Linked DNA regions of Mus musculus: region 2 is linked to region 1. The links are chromatin contacts, called in public HiChIP or PLAC-seq maps. All regions are on one chromosome and are shown on one strand. Each heading gives the region's core, a stretch centred on a gene start, on an enhancer-like site or on the middle of the called end of the contact. The rest is flanking DNA. Distances are from core to core; before and after follow the strand shown.

Region 1 (2,700 bases), core at 27-2,526:
ACATCTAAAGCAATTAGCTGCGGGGTCGGTTGAGTAGAATCCTGAGCCAGAGGCTGGCAGGGCACCAAGAAACTAGGCAGCCAGGAAGTGCTGCCTCGAGGTGGCCAGGGGAGGCAGCAAGGAGGGCAGCCAGCCCATTCCTGGAGATGACTTTCTGTGACCCTGCCCTTGAAAAATGAAGTGCCCTGCCCCTCTCAGGCAGCCTGTGAGAATAAGAGCCACCTGGTAGCAGTGAGGGCCAGGTGCAGCTCAGCTCCCTCTCCTGTTCCCTAAAGCAGGTGCTGTTCTCGGACAATGTCTACTGGGCTCGCTCAGGGCATCAAGCCTGCTTTCATCAGCCTGGGTTATTGAAGCTGTGGGCACTCCCTGTGGACATCTTGGGCAACACCAGTGCACCTGCTAATCTATCCTGTTGCTCTGAGTGCCTAAGACACAGACACCAGCCAAGGCCTGGATGGGCTTGCACACAGACACCAGTCACTCCTGGAGGCTCCTGAGTCTCTCTTGTCACAACTGACCCACACCAAAAGGTCGGCTTCCAGCTTGCTTACTCCTCCTGTAGAGACTAACATCTAAGCGCTGTCCCTCTATCCCAAGTGAATGCCCTGGGGGATCTCCTAGGTTGGTGTACTGCAAGTGTCCCCCTCCACAAGCCACAGCAGAGTCCCTGAGTTTAAGGGACCGACTCTCAGTCTGGTTTCTGCTTTCTGTGATTAGCCCTTCCTTGCCTCCCCTAGGGTCATAGTGGCACCAGCCCTAAGAGTCGTGCGTGCAGGGAGGTTACTCACACGGTGAAGTGGTACACGAAACACTTCCAACCCGTGGGGCGCTCGAGGAAGTTGTAGACTCGGCCCTGGATGTGGGTGCGCGCCAGCAGCGGGCGGCGCGCACTGTAGATGGAGACCCGCGGGTCAAGGCTCACCCGCGGACGTGGGCCGAGGTCTGCAGGGGCCGGGGCGGGCGACACTGGGGTCGACATGGGGGGCGCGAGCCCGGGGGCTCCGGTTGGCGCGATGGGCGCATAGACCGTGCTGCCCTCAGGGCCACCTTCGGCCAGCTCCAGTGAGAAGGGACACTTCTTGACCACCGCGCTGCCCCGCCGGGCGCCTAGCAGGCGGCTCCAACCCGCGCGCTTCCTTTCAGCACTGGGCGGGGACGAGGCCGTGTCCATGGCCAGACAGGACCCCTGACCCCGCTGCTCCTCGGAGCTGAGGTGAAGGCAGCGCAGAGCGCAGGGCGCAGCGCGGGTAGCCACTGCTGCCAGCCCAGCCACGGGGGGCCGCTGTCTGCTCCGCCTGGGGGCGGGGGCGGGGTTGGTCCCCGGGGATGGCATGTCCCGCCCCCAGGACGCCCCGCCCCTGGGCGCCACCGCGCGCCTACCTGCGGCCTTGCTCAGCCAGCGGGTTACCTGCTCCGCCAAGCCAAGTCAGGCTATCTCCGCGTTCCGGGCTGGGCGCACCTGCTGGGCGCACGTGCTTCCCCGCACCCCGAGGACCGCCCGCCTGCTTGGCTCTAGGGTCCTCCAACCTGGGACCAGCAGATACCACCACCACGAATCACAAGCACCCTTTTTCTCGCTATCTGAACCTACCCTAGAGAGGGAGCGGGAGGCAGAAAAGGGCATCCCAGGCCACGCATGGACACTTTCCGGCACAGAATGAGGAAGTGTTAGCCCAGCGGACACTGAGCACCCTTGGGTGTCCAGAAGCCTCTGTTGGCGGCGGAGAATGCGAAAATCTCTTCCCAGTAGTTAATCGCAGCCCATAAGACAGCGGGATGGAGGAGATGGGAACAGACCAAGAGTGGTGCTCACTAAGAGTGGGGTCAAAGGCAAGTGCTAGATTGCGGGTTTTACAGGTAGACACCGCCCGCGGGGCTGCCTGAGCGTTTACATGTTTACACTCCCTTTAAGTTTGTACCTCTCCAGAGTGACACAGAAGGAGCTTTATGTCCCGTGGTGGTGTGAGGATAGTCAGAAGGTTTGTGCAGCTGGCTCTTGCTACACTGGCCTTTGTGTGGGATGGAAGGGCACCTGCATCCCAGGACAATTCCAAAATCCCATTCTCCTGTGATCCGCCACACCCACCTCTCACACCACTCACAAGAATAACTTTCAGATACCGTCCTGTTAGCTTCAGTTGTCAACTTGACACAGCCTAGGGTCATCTGAGAAGGGAATCAGTAGGAGGACTGCCTAAATTGGATTAGACTGTGGGTGTGTCTGAGGAAGATTGTCTTGATTGTCTTAGTTGATGTGGGAAGACACAGCCCACTGTGGGCCGTGTCTGTTTCCTGGGCAGGTGGGCCTAAGCTATATAAGAAAGGTAGCTGGGCATGAGCCTGAGAACAAACAAACAAGCAAGCAGCGCTCCTCTGGGTTTTCTGCTCAACTTCCTTGGTTGTGAATGAGTTCTTTGATGGGAGTTGGTGCTATGTAGAATATTGAGCAGGCCTGCCTCCAGGTTCCTGGTTGAGGTCCTTCTCTGGCCCCCCTTTGAAGATGGGCTGTAATTGGTAAGCTGAAATAAACCCTTTCCTCACCCAAGCTGCTCTTGGTCCTGGTGTTTATCGCAGTGATGGAAGGATACGAGAACAGGTGGATCAAAGGCTTTGGTGAAAGCTGTGCAGAAAGAACAAAGGTGAGGGGCCATTGCTATAACCAGAGGTAGAGTGTGTGCCTGGTGTATGCAAGGACCTAGG
Region 2 (2,700 bases), core at 36-2,535, 440 kb before region 1:
GGGCTACACAGAGAAACCCTGTCGTGGAAAAGCAAAACCAGCCACTAACCAATCAAAATGTCAGGAAAAAAAAATGTATGTCAGAAAAAAATGTAAGTAAAAACATACGAGCTTATTTACTTTCCTTAATTTTGTAAGCGAAACTGTTTATACATAGTTCCAATTTAAGAATGAAAGAGAAGTAATACAGAAAAACAATGCTGTAGACCTTCTGGCCTTCAGTAACCACACTTCATTTTAAGTTTTTGTTTTTCAGACAGGGTTGCATGTTGCTCAGACTGGCCCCACACTGGCTACATAGTTGGAAGTGACAAACTGCTCATTCTGTCACCTGTATCTCTTATCTCAGAAGTACTGGGATTGAAGGCATGCATGTTGCACCATACCCAGCTTTGTTTCCAACTGCCCTGTTCGTAGAATTTGTTAGGAAAACACACATTATCTGCAAGCAAGTTATTTATTCTTATCAGATGTTGTCTATTGCTTCAATGAAAACACCATGACCAAAAAGCAAGTTAGGGAGGAAAGGGTTTATTTGGCTTACACGTCTATATTGCTGTTCATTACTGAAGGAAGTCAGGATAGGAACTCAAGCAGGGCTGGAACCTGGAGGCAGAAGCTGATGCACAGGCCATGGAGGGGTGCTGCTTACTGGCTTGTGCAGCTTGCTTTCTTACAGACACCACCAATAAGCCCAGGGGTGGTACTACCCACAATGGGCTGGGTCCTCTCCCACCAATCATTGAGAAAATGCCTTACAGTTGGATCCTATGGAGGCATTTTCTCAAAGCTCCCTCCTTTCAGATAACTCTAGTTTGTATCAAATTGACACACAAAACCAGCCAGTACAGATGTGCTGAACTTTTCTATCAGAAGGGTAGTCCCATGCCAGGCAGGCACTGTAGACAGAGGGTCAGAAGGCCTTGAGAAGTAGGCGGTGCTTTTCCCAGGCCGGGGGAAGGCAGGGAGTTGTAAGTAATCTGGAAAGAGCGTTGCCGATGTGGTCCAGGAAGCTCAAACCCTAGAGGTTGTAACAAGCCCAAAGTCCTACACGCGCGCCCAGCAGCCCCTTTAAAGAAGCACGAACTGCGCGTGCGCCGGAACACACGTCACTACTCTAACTACATATAGCTCGCGGGCTTAGGCTGGACGCCGTGCTCCCTCAACAGATTTTGATTGGATACCGCCTTTCCTAGTGCCTGGTGCAGTTGATAAACAGCTCTATTGTCCATTCGTCGCCCGTTTTGCTCGCAGAGGGTGGAGCCCGGCGATACGGCCAATGGCAGGTGGTTTTGTTGGCGACCACGGCGGTGCAGCCCCGGAGCGAGCTTAGGACAGGCGCCACTGCCGCAGGAGGCGCGAGGTGCGGTGCTGGCGGGTAACGGCGCGGCGGGCGGCTGGCGAGGGACTGGGGCGGAGGAGGCGGAGACGGGGAGGAGTGGGCGGCGCGGGCAGGCCGACGCGCCATGGCGGCGAGCAGAGGCGGGCGGCGACCGGGTCAGAGGTCCGGGTGGCGGGTGGCGGCGGATGGCGGGCCGGTCCCTCCTCCGTGCAGCCCCGCCCCCGGCTGAAGGTCAGCGCGCTTTGTTCCCGCCGCCCGAGAACCCACGCGAAGCGGCGCAGGCGGTTCCTTGAGAGGACAAGGCCTCCCCAGCGAGGTGGGCCTGGGTACGCCTCGTCTCAGACCGCGCCTGGGAAGGAAGGGGTCTACTGGGCCGCCGCCTCGCCCTTCCGGGCTTTGCATGCTCTCCGCACAGTGCCCCGGTCTCTGAGCCAGACCTCACTCTCTGAGCCTGCGGTGGAGGCGGAGCCAGCCTAGTGACACACACTGAGCCTTCAGACCCGGGCGCCCCTAACGGGTTCAGGGTCGTCAGCAGTACCCCTTCTTCCGAGGGTATCCTTGGGGCAAGTTGGCCCGCACTTCCTCCAACTCTGCTTCGCTGCCTCTTGGAGGAATTTCCGCGGTAGCTTCCGGCGCGTGCGCTGCGGTAACGAGCATATGCATATTCCACAGCAAAAAGACTCAAGTTTAAGTTTTTGGTCCAAAAGTTAAATGCTTTTAAGTTACTGCCGCCTTCCTGTCATAGTAGTTGCTTCCTCTCGGTGACTAATCTCCGCTTACTACACACCAGGGGCTCCTTTAAGCTCCTGACGTGTCTTAACTCATTCACAATAGTACGTGATGTAGGTGCAACAGGCTGACTGTGCATTAGCAAGAAACGCCTGGGTTTTGAAGTGGTTCGGTTTGTGGAATATTTGTAGGTCTGACAGATGAGCGTACCTAATCTGGAAATCCAAAATGTGCTCGAAAAGAAGTGGGTTTTGGGACGTTCTGATTTCTTTTCTTCTTCTTCTTTTTTTTTTTTTTTTTTTGGTATAGGAGTATTCGACCTGTATTGCAAATTAAGTCCCTGATAGGTTAAGTGTGATGGTACCTTGCATCTAAATTCAAATAGATTTAATCTGGCTCAGTTTTAATAATAAATGTTTATTATTAAATAAATAACGTATTGAAACAAATATTCAGATGAACAGTAAGATTCAGAGAAAGCAGGGCTTTGATAGGACTAGAGTATAGTTCACCTGTCGGGTAGTCTACAGCTGTATCATTTTAACTAAAGTAGATGCTGTAAAACTCAGTTGTCGGTCTCAACCCCCCCCCTTAGTTGACCAATATTGGTTCACAGTGTCATAACATTT

What was found. HiChIP or PLAC-seq counts read pairs in DNA pulled down with a chosen protein or histone mark.
Region 2: a contact with region 1 is called in a FOXA1 HiChIP or PLAC-seq map of pancreatic cancer cells. The contact joins the promoter of Nap1l4 here to the promoter of Kcnq1 in region 1. A contact is called at or near these places in 4 of 39 promoter capture datasets (the 3T3-L1 cell line, cranial neural crest, embryonic stem cells and 1 more), 3 of 115 datasets of contacts at active chromatin or transcription factors (bone marrow-derived macrophages, pancreatic cancer cells and stem cell-derived neural progenitor cells) and 5 of 9 other capture datasets (adipose tissue, embryonic stem cells, liver and 2 more).

What each region holds. Positions count from the first base shown.
Region 1 is chr7:143,105,830-143,108,529 of GRCm38.p6, reverse strand. Kcnq1 (potassium voltage-gated channel, subfamily Q, member 1) reads right to left here and starts at 1,276. Exons shown (of 16, transcript NM_008434.2): 1 at 789-1,276. The coding sequence starts at 1,171.
Region 2 is chr7:143,547,705-143,550,404 of GRCm38.p6, reverse strand. Nap1l4 (nucleosome assembly protein 1-like 4) reads left to right here and starts at 1,285. Exons shown (of 16, transcript NM_008672.3): 1 at 1,285-1,363.